3 separate regions of the Mus musculus genome follow, and regions 1 and 2 are each linked to region 3. The links are chromatin contacts, called in public Hi-C maps. All regions are on one chromosome and are shown on one strand. The core of a region is the stretch at or near the end of the contact, and the rest is flanking DNA. Distances in the headings are between cores, read along the strand shown.

Region 1 (4,003 bases), core at 1,405-3,904, 520 kb before region 3:
CAGGCAGATATACACAGCATGGAATGTCCCAAAAAACAAGTCCTGATGGGTTGGGGAAGGAGGGAGCATAGTGGGGGCGGTCTGCAATAACTTTTCAAATCCTGGTACTCAAGCATCTCAGATAGGTCATACTCTTGCTTTCTTACCAAAAAATGTCTAAACTGTCTCCGGAATTGAAAGTCTACTCGTGGGCGACAGGTCAGTCCAGGGCCGCATAACTCAAAGGGACTTGGTTCCCAATGAGCTTCTGAAGTCTCCGAAATGAGCCTTCTGCCCTCATCTACCCTGACATATAGTTGAAGGATTGACTCATGAAGTGCAAAGGAGCAGAGGCCTGGGAATCAAAGTCCACTCCGGGGGTGGATCCCAACAGAGAAAAGAATTCTGTTTGGATGGTTAAAAGGAGAGATGTTTTACAGGGAGTTATTATTTACGGAGGTGTCAGTGGGTTGGAGAACTAGAAATAGATGAGACATTCAGGGACTTCTAATGACCCTCCCTGGAGCATGGAGATGCAGAGACGATGAGAGGAAGTGGAATTCCCAGGGTCCAGTGAGAACTTGATCATGGTCCTGGGTCATTGCCTACAAGAGGAGTAGACATGGTGGGCATAACCACCTCTGGAAAGAAGGTACAGAGACAGAGGCTGTGGAGGCATGGGTGCCCCAGAATTTCTCAGTCTTGACTTGTGACTCCCATTGGCCAAGCCCAAGTGAAACCCGATATCCAGGCAAGCACAAGTCACCTAAGTCTACAGGAACTGTGGCAAGGATGGAGCAGAGGGACACATTTTGGGTGATGGAGAGGGCAGAGTAGAAGGCACACATCTTCAGTCCGGGATAGCAAAGAATGGGACAATGAAACCTGCTTATTTGTTGAGAACAAGAAGTCAATGAGAACAAAATGTATAGGGTGATATTGATAGGCAGGATCACTATTAAAATTTCCTCATGTTTTGGAGAGGTGCCATCTTCTCCATTGGACTTTGGTTGGGAGGGTGTCTGGAGACAGGGAATGAAAAATGGGTCCTTGGACTTCTGTGTCCTCAAAGGTTTGCTGGGTGACGATGATGTTTCCCATGGTGCCAGCCTCCAAGGTGACTCTGGGTGATCCTATAGGGATGGGATGCACTTCACTTTCTCCCAGGGCTGGTTTGTAGGACCAATAGCATCCAGCAGAAGATACTTTTGGCAGAAGCCAAAAGAAGACACTCAAAAGAGTATCACTTTTGAGTTAGGCAACACAGTTACAGCAATGTCTCTCTCTTTCCCATCTTCTCTCCCTTTCTTCCTTCCTTTGTTCCCATCAAGATCTCCTTTCCTCTCCCCTCTCCTTCTCCTGTTTCTTCCCCTCCCTCCCTCCATCTCCCTCTTCCTCTTTCCCTCTCTATTGACCTATTGAAGCTGCTTTAGAAGAAGAAAGACCCACACAGAGAGTTGCTGGTTCTTCCCGACACCACCTCACAGAAAAGCTTGGAAATGGACTTATGCCCAGTTGAACCCTTCAATGAGATGGCTACACTCCTGATCATGTGAGCCAATGAGACAGAACCGCAGCGATGCTACTCCCACAGTCCTGACCAACAGAAGGTGTAAGATAACAGACATTCACAGTTTTAAATCACTCACTTTTGGACAGCTCCTGGTAGGAGCGTGGTATCAGAATCATTTGCATATTCATATAACTGAGGGTTATTAATATCCACTAGACACTTTTATTCCATGCTTATCACAGTTATACACAAAGCCAGAAGATCACCCTCTCTTAAATATGTGGCAATGTACTTTGACTGCCTCCCTGAGACTCAGTTTCTCCACTTTACAATAAATATGACAGCAGTGTCTATCAAGGGGTTGTCTGAGGACCGAATGGAATAAGATACTCCAAGTGCCAAGGATAGAGCCTGAAACACACTGACTGCTCAACAAATTCAGTTTCTATTAGTCAGGGAGAGAAAACGGCTGGCTTATAATGAAGATGTCTGTTGCAGTCGCAATGATCAGATACATGACTTAAAAACAGACGTTTATTTTGACTCGCGCTTCAGGGCATCCAGTCCACTGTCTCAGCAAGGCAAGTGCCTGGTTGCATGTCAGTAGCTGGTGGGGGTGCCAAGAGCTAGGCCAGGAAGCAGGTCTGGACCATAAACCTCTAGACCTATCCCTGTGCCCCTGTGGTGCCAGTTAGGCTCCGCCACCTCCCCCAAACAGCGCCGCTTACTGGGGACTGAGTGTTCAAACCCATGGACCCCCTGGGGGAATCTTCTCATGCAAACCCTGGCAAGGTATCTCAAGGAGACATAGGAGGAAAGTTCGCCATGGTCGGTCCCATGGTAGTTCGGCTGTTAGTTCCTTTGCTTGCTGAATAACAAGCCTGTTCCCAATGGCTGCCAAGCACAGGGAGGAACGCCCTCACCCCCACTCCCCGGCAGCCAGCATTCAGAAAGTCCTCCAGCCCAGCCACGAAGAATCGACTGTGTCCACCCGTGCCTCTCTGGCAGAAAAGAGAATCCCTGATTTTTCTGGACACGTTCTGTCGCTCTCTGGCTGCGTGCCCGGCTTTACTAAGCCGTTCCATTCTCTCATGACTCAGGGATGAGTGTGGGGGACTGAGTCATGGGAAGCTGGGTGGGGTGCGGGTGACCACGTGGTGTGGACCGTAAGTTATACAGGCTTGGGGGGGGGAGGGCTCACGGAAAACAGCGGCGTGCACCAGAGTGCAAAGAGAGCAGAGAAACCAAGCTCAGATGCAATTCCCTTTAGCTGGGGAAACTGGTGTTTTCCTATCACGGGGAGGGAGAGCTGAGTGAGAACTTGGTCTTTGAATTCCCGCCCTGATGCTCTTGTTACCTTTTAGGACAATCTCCCCCTAAAAGACACAGGGGGAGAGAGCGATGATTATGATATTTTCAAGTTTTAGCACCACCCCTAGGACCCGGTAGAAAGGAAATATCAGTGGGATGGGTGAGGACCTTGCTCTGCAGAGAGCAGTGCTTAACCCGTGGAAGGCCCTGGGTTTCACCAGTCAACTCCAAAACAAAATCCAAACAAAAAAACCACAAGGAAAACGAGTCAAGATCCTTCTCAAGCATCGAAAAATTATAAACAGGACAGAACAGAATTGTCAAGGGCAGAGTAGGTAGGGCCTTTTTTCATTTCATGTCTGTTATAGCGCACATTTTCAAAATTAGCACCCAGAAGAGCGTAGATGTTTTGATCCACGCTGCTTGTAATTGGGGTAGAACTCGGACTACAAGATCCATTATTGACCAAACTACAAGATCGCTCATCCGTTATTGACCAATGGAGATTTGATTCTGAAACTACCAGAAGAGGAGTACTCAGTAATGAGGCACAACCACAGGCCAGAATCCCAGTCCACACAGAAATGCAAATGACATCCGATTAATGAACCATCAAGTCCTGATACAATAAGAATCACACAGCCTAATTTTGTTTCAAATAATCTTCGATGAATATGTATGAATATAAGAACTCTAGATATCTGGAAAGTCACACACACACCACCATAATGTCAACAGTCCCAAGAGGTGGCCTAGCTTCGGAAGCAATTAGAACCAAAGTGGATTTGATGTAAAAATAAATCTGTAAAAGTCTATAGCGTTTGGGACGGCAATATGGCTCAGCAGCTAAAGGTGCTTGCCACCAAGTCTGATGTCCTGAGTTCAATCCCTAGGACCCACACGGTGGAAGCAGAGAACCAGAACTGGCTCTTACAAGTTGTTCTCTGATCTCTGCATATGTACAGTGCCATGCACACACACACACACACACACACACACACACACACACACACACACTCGCGTGCGCAAAAACATCCCATAGTATTCTTACAAGCATGTTTATACCTAGTGGATCTTTACTTTTTTATCAGGCAATCTAAATATTAGAGATGAAAATCAAGGCGCCCTGAGTGCTTTGGGTTTCTTGGCAAAATAAGCAAGCCAGGGGCTGCTAGCTAGTTAAGAGGAAGGGAACAGGGA
Region 2 (4,570 bases), core at 984-3,483, 550 kb before region 3:
TGTGGCATGTAGCTGGGCATGGAGAAAGCTCTGGAAAGCAGCTCAGCAGTGAAGCTGAGTGAGTTAGATCGAAGGGCAAAGAAAGAAGCCGGAGATTTCCTCCTTGAAAATATGAACGTTTTCTAACAAGAACTTACCAAGTAATGCACGTCCACTTTCATGCGTTTACATGCATGAACACTTGTATGCACTCACACAGACATGCATGCATACACAAGTTCCTGAAGCCATACACACATAGATATAAGATATACATGTGCACAGACACACTCATGCATGAAGACATGCATACACACACACATGCACAGGCATGCACACATATACACATACATGCATACACACAGACATGCATGCACACACAAGTGCATGAAGCCACACACACACACACACAGATGTACATGTGCACAGACACACTCATGCATGAAGACATGCATACACACACACATGCATAGGCATGCACACACTCGGACATGCACACACACAGACATGCATGCACACACAGAGACATGCATGCACACACAAGTACATGAAGCCATACACACATGCACTGACATACACAACTCATGCATGAAGGCATGCATGCACACACACATACATACATTCATGCACAGATCCATGTATGTGCACACACATGTGCACACAGACACAGGGACACATACATATGCTGACTGTGCACACGTGCACACGCGCGCGCGCGCACGCGCGCACGCACACACACACACACACACACACACACACACACACACACTAAACTGGGGGTATAGCTCAGTTGGTAGAGTGCTTGCTGAGTATGCAAGTGCCCTGGGTTTGATTCCCCAGAGCCACATTAACTGAGGAGTAGTATTGCCTGTCTGTCATCCCAGCACTTAGGAGGTAGAGGAAGGATGGTCCGCAGTTTAAGGTCATCCTTGGCTACCAAGAGAGCTGGAAGTCAGCCTGGGCTACATAAGACTCTATCTCAAACCCTTATCCACACATGGAACGTTCCAACCACAATGCAGATCAACACAAATCCAACTCTGTAAAAATGAAAGTAATGGAGTGTTCATGGAAAATCGCAGGCTGCTTCTAGGCTGCGCACTCTGTGGTTGTGGGGCAAGAACCCAGCGAAATGTTGGATGCAAAGAGCTATGCATAACTTAAGTCACAAGCAAAACCAAGCAGAAGGCAGCTAGGTGGTGTAGGGCAAGCTCCTGGCTACACTGGGTGATGAAGCAGTCTCAGGGGATGCCAATAGAAGCTTCTAGACACAGCAGTGCTCTCTCGATCTGTGTGCAGGCTGTACTGGTCTGTCCAGTTTAGGAAAATTCATTAAGTCGAGCGCCTATGATTTGTGTACTTTTCCATATGCGTATCGCACACCAGTAAATGTTAAAAAGAAAAAGAGTGGAGGCATTAACATTTTTTTATATGACAGGAGGAGAAAGCCCTTTATCTTCCTAGAAAATCCACCATAAACCGGTCGTTCCATTTGGGAAGGCTTTAACAGGAGTAAACAATCATTTATTTAATGAAGGGAGGAGCCCATAGCTTTCATCAGATTTTCAAAGGGAGCCTTCACCCCCAGAGCGATTAAGAACAAATGCGAAGACTGGAGGGGGTGGTGGTGGTGGAGGGACCGAAGAAAGAGATTCAGAGAGAAATATGCTTTCTGCTATCAAGGTATCCGCCAGGAAACGTCAAGGGAAGGCTGCAGGAAGCATGGGGGTCATGGTCAGTTCGAAGCACAGCCCTACTTCAAGTTCTTGGCCATTGGTGTCTCTCTCCTGCCCGCAGGGTTGGGGCTCACCTCTGTCTGCACACGTGCAGTTCACAGCAGCCCAGACGCTAAAAGGTGATTTAGAGGGAGGCTCAGGCTGGGGGCGGGGTGCTGGGGGGGGGAGAGGTCTCCCCCGGACTCTCTTGTAATTTAGGGACGATTCTTGAATCCCCCCGGGGTCTTGGCTCCTGGCAGAAAATAAATGTGGGTCACTCCTGGGATAGGTACTCCTCGGCATGTGTGTCCCTGTGAAGAGAGATGGATGGCCGGGGCAAGAGGCTTTCCTCCATAAATCACGCAGCATTTGAAATAGACCTCTTTCCTTATGAGATGCGAAAGGGAGACAGGAAGTCAGGGTAGACACAGGTGCGGGCCATTTGCAAAGGCAGAGGGATGAGTTAGGGGGCAGAGGCAAGAACTGGGACACCAGAGGTAACAGCATCCTTCAGGCATGCCTCTAGTCGGCATAGCATTGCGAGGACCCATGATGGACCAGCCTCCATTTCCGGACTCCTTAGCTCCCATCTTGCACTGCGTTGCTAGGTTTCTTTCTTTCTTTTTTTTTTTCTTGGTCCGCCCACTTTTCTGTCTTTTGTTTCCCCTCTCTCAGTGGCCCCTAGGGAAAAGAGTTTATAGATGCAGGTTCAGGTTCAAACCCCTGGCTCTGCTGCAAGCTGGCTGTGTGAACTTTAAGTGACTTCAGCTCTCTGATTCCTTGCATGTCCCGTCTATAAAACGTCCACCTCGCAGTGTTCTCATGGAGGATTAAATGAGATTAAAGGAGACCAGAGGCCTTCTGCGTGGTACTTAACTGATTTTCAATTCTCGGTTATAACTGTTCCTTATGCCTTCCTCCGCATCAAGGGGCCTTTGACAGGCCGGACGGCTTTCTCCCGGGAGACGTTTGGCAACGTCCTCAGACATTTCTGGATGTCACACTGGAGACAGGAAGGTGGTGTTGGCATCTGACGGAGACAAGCCAGAAATGCTTGCCGACCGTCCTAGAAGGCACAGGGAACCTTCCCATGGCAAGGAGGCACTCAGCCCAGCCCAGATGCTGATAGAGGCTGAGAAAGCTTGCTTTAGGCTGTGCATAGTGTGATAACCTTCTCTGTGGTTCCCAATCGCCGTCCTCTCTCCTCTTGCCGTTGTATAGCTCGGGGAGGGGGGGGTGGGGCGGCGGCAAGAATGAGATGGAAGATTTGTTTGTGATCAGGCTGGGTTCAGGGTTGGGGCTGCAGCATTTACCAGCTGTGTGTTCTGGGATCAGTTAAGCAACCTCTCTGAGTTGTAGATTGATCGTGGGTTTTTTTTGGGGGGGTCTGGGGGGGCGGAGGAGAGGGTTAGCTAGAATGGGATATAGGAATGACAGCTCCTAACACTTCTCAGAAACATATCTGTGACCTTCCCCACCAGCAACCTGAGGAGGACCTTGAACCTTTGTGAAGATGGTGCCCCTTCTGATGGGTTTCTTTGTTCTCAGAAGAATCTCTCTTTAGTTTCTGCCTTTTTTTTCTGACTTCCCCTGAGGTGGGAATGGGGTCGGGGGTGGGGTGGAGTGGGGGAAGCCAAGTGTGTCTGCTGCGGGTTAAACTCACACAGTTTCAAAGCCAGCCCTGGAGCTCTCTGAGGCATGGCCTGCTCATCAGGGAGGGTTTGATGGTCTGGTTTCTTTCTCTTTCACTCCTTGGATCTGGTTATTAAAGTTTGGTTCCTGTAGGAGAGGAGAGCTTTGAAAACATCAGAATCGATGCTCCCTGCCAACCTTCTTCTTATCATGTCCCCCTCACCTCCTGCCTTTCCTCCCTTGGGGTGGATCAGAGACTCCTGGGGGTGGGCTAAGCGGTGCTGCACCATTCCCAGTTCACGCCATTGACAAACAGCTGAGAGCCACGTGCACTTCCTGGCTCTGTGCATATGAAAGCCACTTGCCTGTGCAGGGCAGAGGGCACCCCTATCCTCAGCAGGAGTTTTTCAGCCTTGTTGCCCCTCTGTGAGACTTCTTTCTGTTGCCTGGGGCTCTATCCCAAACATTTACATCAAAGGAGGGGCTGGGAGACATGGCTCAGCTGGTAGAGTGACTGCCCAACGTGCACCGAAGGGCCTGTGTTGGATCCCCAGCGTCCTATAAAATAGGAGCAGTGCGCACACCTGTAACCACAGCTCTGGGGAGGTGGAAACAAGTCCAAGGTCATTCTAGGCTATGAAATGAGTTAAAGGATATCCTGGGGTATTTGAGACCCTGTCTCAAAAAATTTTTTTAATCAAAAACAGACAGACAGACAGACAGACAGACAGACAGACAGAAAGAAAGAAAGAAAGAAAGAAAGAAAGAAAGAAAGAAAGAAAGGGAGTGTCATCAACTCCAAAGACAGATCAAACACCGGGCGTGTGGCCAAGAATTTCCCACGCCTGGTTCCTGTCATTCAATCTTCTTACCTCATACCAACCCAAGGACGAGACTAAGCTTGCTTCCTTGGGCCCATATGAGAGATGAGAAAACCAAGGCTCACAGAGGTGAAATGACCTACGGAAGGTGTGAATCCACCATGTGAAAGAGATAGGGCAGAGGGACCCCCTATCCTCAGCAGGAACCCACGGTTCTTAGATGCTGGAGCTGTGCTGGTGGTGTCCTGGATTTAGCTCTAGAACTCCCAAAGGCCAGCGAGCTGATGAGAAGGCTCAGCAGATAAAGTAACTTGACAACAGGATTTAGTCTGAATTCCAGTTCAACCGCAGGGAGCCCACACAGTGGTGGAAGGAGAGAGTTGGGTTGTTCTCTGGCCAAACAAACAAACAAACAAGTACATG
Region 3 (4,282 bases), core at 1-2,500:
CACTGTATAATTAGTTGATTAATCAGTTATATTAACTTATCAGCCGAATGATTATGAGCAGTCATTATCACCCTCAATGAGTTCTCTGTTAATTTCCTGTTGGGAGGGTCACCCTCTCTAGGCTATCCCAGGCAATAAAAAGCAACTACTTTTCATAAAACAAAATTACTTCTCACTAGAGGCCAGGGTGGAAGGTATAGGAAACTGTAGGGGAGGCCCTTTTGTGGGGAGATTTCTGGGGTCCCGGCTTGGGACTGGGTGGAGTGGGGGGGATGTGGCTTCAATGTTCACCATACTGTCAAGGTTAGCCAGGTTTCCTCTGCTCCATGCCCCCTCCAACCCTCTCAGGACATTCTAGTTTTCTGTTTGATGGTATCTTGTTTGATGACAGCCTTTTCTCCTGCATCCCACGTGGACCCCTCTCCCCACCAAATCTCAGTGCTCTTGCGTCAGACTCTTCCAAGTTCTGGGATCCCAAACTTTCTCCACTAAGACATACATGAGGGGTGGGGTGGGGTGGGGTTGGCTTTTGGGAAATACCTGTGTGGATGTTGGAGGAAGGCTACTCTGGGGCCTGGGGGAACACCTGTATAGAAGTCAGAGCAAAGATGAGAAAAAACAAAAACGCAGGAACACTTTCAGTGATATGTAATTGGCTCCCCCCCCCCCAAGCCAAGCCTGCACAGAGGACCTCGAATTAGGAAGAAGGTAGAGGCTAGCCTGGGTGTGTTTTCTACCTTTCTCCACTACTGTGTAATTTTTGACTTATCATAAAAAAAAAAAATCCATGACCATCTAAAGAAACGCTCAGGAAACAAAGGGGACATCTATGGTCCGTTTTTCTTTATTTCCTTCTGATTACTGGGGAGGAAGGCCTCTTCGCTACCCCACGAGTAAGCTCAGCCCGGCTGTATCCTGCTCAGCCCCAAGATTTGTTTCAAAAATACCATCCATGAAATCGGAAGCTGCCTGCTTGACTCAAGAGACTCCAGCCTGCCCACCAGACACCACCCATTTCTCAAGACAAATGCCACACCAACCTCTCTTCCACTCCGAGCCTGCCCCCAGGATTTTCTTGAAGGCAGGTCATAAAGTGTAGGTAGGTGTCTGCCTCTCCAGATGATGAGGATACAGGTCCTTTGCTCTGTCTTTAAACAGGACCACTTTGGAGATGACTGGAATGGGAGCGGCACCCTCCTGGCGCTTCTCGATTTCTTCAGGTTAAAACAGGACCGGGCAACCGACAACTGCACTCTACCTGAGCTGCTTCTGGGTTCTTCCCTTGGGAAAAAGCTATGAGCAGTTGCGGCCAGCGTGAGTCAGGCGCCCATGGCTTCGCTAAGCCGCTCCTTTGCTGCCATCTGCTGGTTGCACCGGAGAAGTTCACGGAGATTTTTCGAATGCAGAGAACAAGTCTCTTAAAAATAAGAAAGAGGGCTGGGGGTGGATGGTAGAGCTTGCCCCTAGATTCTATGCCAAGTTGCACAAAAATAAAGTAAGGGAAGGAGGGAAACATGGTACTGAGGCACAAAGATACGATGTAGAATAAAAACAACAGGACCTGTTTTTGTACCTTGCTACAATATTGCTTTGGTACCTTGATCAAGTTGTGTAACATCTCTTATGCCATGAGGTGAGTGTATAGTGCCGGCAGAGCAAGCTTGGCAGCTGAGTGTGAACCTCAGAAGACACGTTTTTAAAAGTCGGATGTGGAGGAATGTATCTGAGCTCACAGCACTCCTACGGGGAGATGGGGCGTGGGAGTGGAGGTCAGAACTGAAAGTCACAGTCTGGCCAGCCTGGGGTACTTCATAAGCTGCAAGGAGACTCAAACTCCCAGAATCTGTCCTCTGAGCTATATCCACATGCTTACACTCACATACATTGTATACATACTTGTTAATTAAATTATTCTATTAATTATTTTTATTATGATTAATTGATTTAGTTATTAATTTTGTCATTTAATTATTTTTATCGATTTATTAGATAATTAAAATACTCCAAGGACCAGCATGTAACTTGATGGCAGAGAATTTTTGGAGCTTGTGTGAGGATGAAGATGACGGTCTTGTAGGATGAATGATGCCCAGGTTGTACCTTTCTGCTCATTGTCTCTAAGCTGTCCTTGGACCACTGGGTTCCTGTGGATGTCTCTAAATGATTATCCTTGACTCCCTCTTTCACAATCCTCGTATCTGGAGCTCATCAAATTCACTGTCTGCTTCACCTCAAACTTACCAGTTATCCAATAGTGGGAATGATCCCAAAGTCCTGCTCGGAAGCACGTTTCAAAAAGTCCTATGATCATAGAACAGCATCATCTTCAGTGGCCTCCTCGGACAGGAGTGACCTGGCCTCTCCTTTCTCAACTGCACGCCACCCGACTCTTCAGAAGCAAGCTATTTCAAGGCCAAATTGTCACCTTCCTTCTCCCAGTGCTCCCTCAGCCTAGGTTTCAAACTTGGGCACTGGTGACAACTGGCTGGTTCTATGAGCTCAGGGATGTCCTGTCTATGAATTCAGGAAGGGGTAGTGCCATTTAGCTCTGGTATCTGCCCACTAGACAGACGCTTTGGGAGACAACCTAAGATGTCTTTGGATGCTGCCCTGAACCACGTTGACAGCATCAGCCCTGGTTAGGAGCCACTGCTTGAGTCCGAGTCCCTCAGGCACGCCCTCTTGAGGTCATCATTGGCACTTCATCCAGAATGCCTTTGCTGAACTTCAGGACTGGGCTGGGACTCCTGTCCAGTCCTGGTTCATGATGGGCCAGCCGGAAAAAAAAAAAAAAAAAAAAAAAAAAAGGTTTCCTGTAGGAGTGTTCAATATAAAAGATTACCCTCTGCATCCCGGTTTCTCCTTTTGCTTCAAACCATTTGTCTCTCTAGCACGCCTTGTTGTTCTCCCTGTGGGCACAAGGAGACACTGACAGGGTGGACAGGACATGACCTACAGGCTGACAGTACCCACCACTTGCTTTCACACTGATAAGGAAGGTTACATTTGGTTGATTGGTTAGTTGGTTCGAAGGCAAGGTCTCCCATAGTCTAGGCTGACCTCCGATTTGGTGATGATTTTGAACTCTATCCTTCTGCTTCCATGTCTCAAGTGCTAGATCATGGGCATTTGCTACCATACCCAGTTTACGTGGTGCTAGGGATGAGACCCAGAGCTTGTGCATGTGTGCTAGGGCAAGCACCTTGCTAACTGAGCCAAGTCCCCAGCCCTGCTTACAGTTTTTTTTTTTAAGATTTATTTATTTATGTATATGAGTACACTGTAGCTATACAGATGGTTGTGAGCCTTCATGTGGTTGTTGGGAATTGAATATAGGACCTCTGTTCACTCCGGTCAACCCTGCTCGCTCCAGACGACTCTGCTTGCCCAGTCCCTGCTCGCTTTGGGCCAAAGATTTATTTATTATTATAATAATGAATAAGTACATGGTAGCTGACTTCAGACACACCAGAAGAGGGCATCAGATCTAATTACGGTTGTTGTGAGCCATCATGTGGTTGCTGGGATTTGAATTCAGTACCTCTGGAAGAGCAGTCAGTGCTCTTACCTGCTGAGCCATCTCTCCAGCCCCTTGCTTACAGTTTTATTTTGATTTGGGGACAATAGATCAAGTTTCATTTTAGAGACTGCATCACTATACTGCCTAGCTCGCCTCAGAGCCTCGGGTCCTCATCCTAAGCACTAGGGTGATTGGTGCGGACCAGAACCCTCCACTTTACCTTCCAGATGCATGAGGGACGTTTGTTTTGTTTTGCCCTTTTAAAAAACAGGCTCTCTCTCTCTCTCTCTCTCTCTCTCTCTCTCTCTCTCTCTCTCTCTCTCTCCCGACTAGGTTGCCCTCAAACTCACAGAGATCCTTCTGCCCCTGCCTCCTGAACGCTGGGATTAAAGGCATGCACCACCACCCTTGGAATGGAAGGAAATTTTTTTCTCAATGAACAGTACACACATAGAACTACTCAGTCAAGTTCAAATGAAACCTGACCACGCTCACTCACTTGCACATTGTGTTCTGTTGAAAACAACCCAGCTAAAGGTTGATCAAGGAGGGTGGGAGATGGAACAAGAGTGATCCATTTAGCTTGAAGCTGGGAGACAAAGGCTAAAGCTCCCTGGGATGTTTCTGTGTGTGTGTGAGTGCACACATGCATGTGCATTATGTGCGTGTATGCATGTGTCTGTGTGCATGCCTGTGTGTGTATGTGTGTGTGCATGTGTATGTGTGTCTGTGTATGCATGTGCGTGAGCATGTATGTGTGTC

The links. A called contact is a pair of places that touch in the nucleus more often than the background predicts.
Region 1: a Hi-C map of muscle stem cells shows a contact between it and region 3, with 2.4 times the contacts expected there. The contact joins the enhancer-like site here to the promoter of Tbx3os2 in region 3. A contact is called at or near these places in 4 of 484 Hi-C or Micro-C datasets (embryonic stem cells, muscle stem cells, palatal mesenchyme and 1 more), 7 of 115 datasets of contacts at active chromatin or transcription factors (craniofacial prominence, embryonic basal ganglia, embryonic forebrain and 3 more) and 1 of 9 other capture datasets (embryonic stem cells).
Region 2: a Hi-C map of uterus shows a contact between it and region 3, with 5 times the contacts expected there. The contact joins the enhancer-like site here to the promoter of Tbx3os2 in region 3. A contact is called at or near these places in 1 of 15 datasets of contacts at CTCF or cohesin (embryonic stem cells), 11 of 484 Hi-C or Micro-C datasets (common lymphoid progenitors, embryonic stem cells, gonadal supporting cells and 1 more), 6 of 115 datasets of contacts at active chromatin or transcription factors (craniofacial prominence, embryonic hindbrain, embryonic stem cells and 1 more) and 1 of 9 other capture datasets (embryonic stem cells).

The regions. Positions count from the first base shown.
Region 1 is chr5:119,165,392-119,169,394 of GRCm38.p6, forward strand. No RefSeq gene overlaps it. Among named protein-coding and RNA genes, the nearest start is that of Gm7538, 33 kb to the right of the region's middle. Within about 2 kb of position 2,655, at least 92 of the 459 cell types and tissues checked have an H3K27ac peak or open chromatin away from gene starts, as enhancers often do. A contact at or near this core is called in muscle stem cells and uterus, where this site is marked.
Region 2 is chr5:119,135,853-119,140,422 of GRCm38.p6, forward strand. No RefSeq gene overlaps it. Among named protein-coding and RNA genes, the nearest start is that of Gm31129, 4.5 kb to the left of the region's middle. Within about 2 kb of position 2,234, at least 14 of the 459 cell types and tissues checked have an H3K27ac peak or open chromatin away from gene starts, as enhancers often do. A contact at or near this core is called in uterus, where this site is marked.
Region 3 is chr5:119,689,968-119,694,249 of GRCm38.p6, forward strand. Tbx3os2 (T-box 3, opposite strand 2) reads right to left here and starts at 1,251. Exons shown (of 3, transcript NR_040416.1): 1 at 1,041-1,251.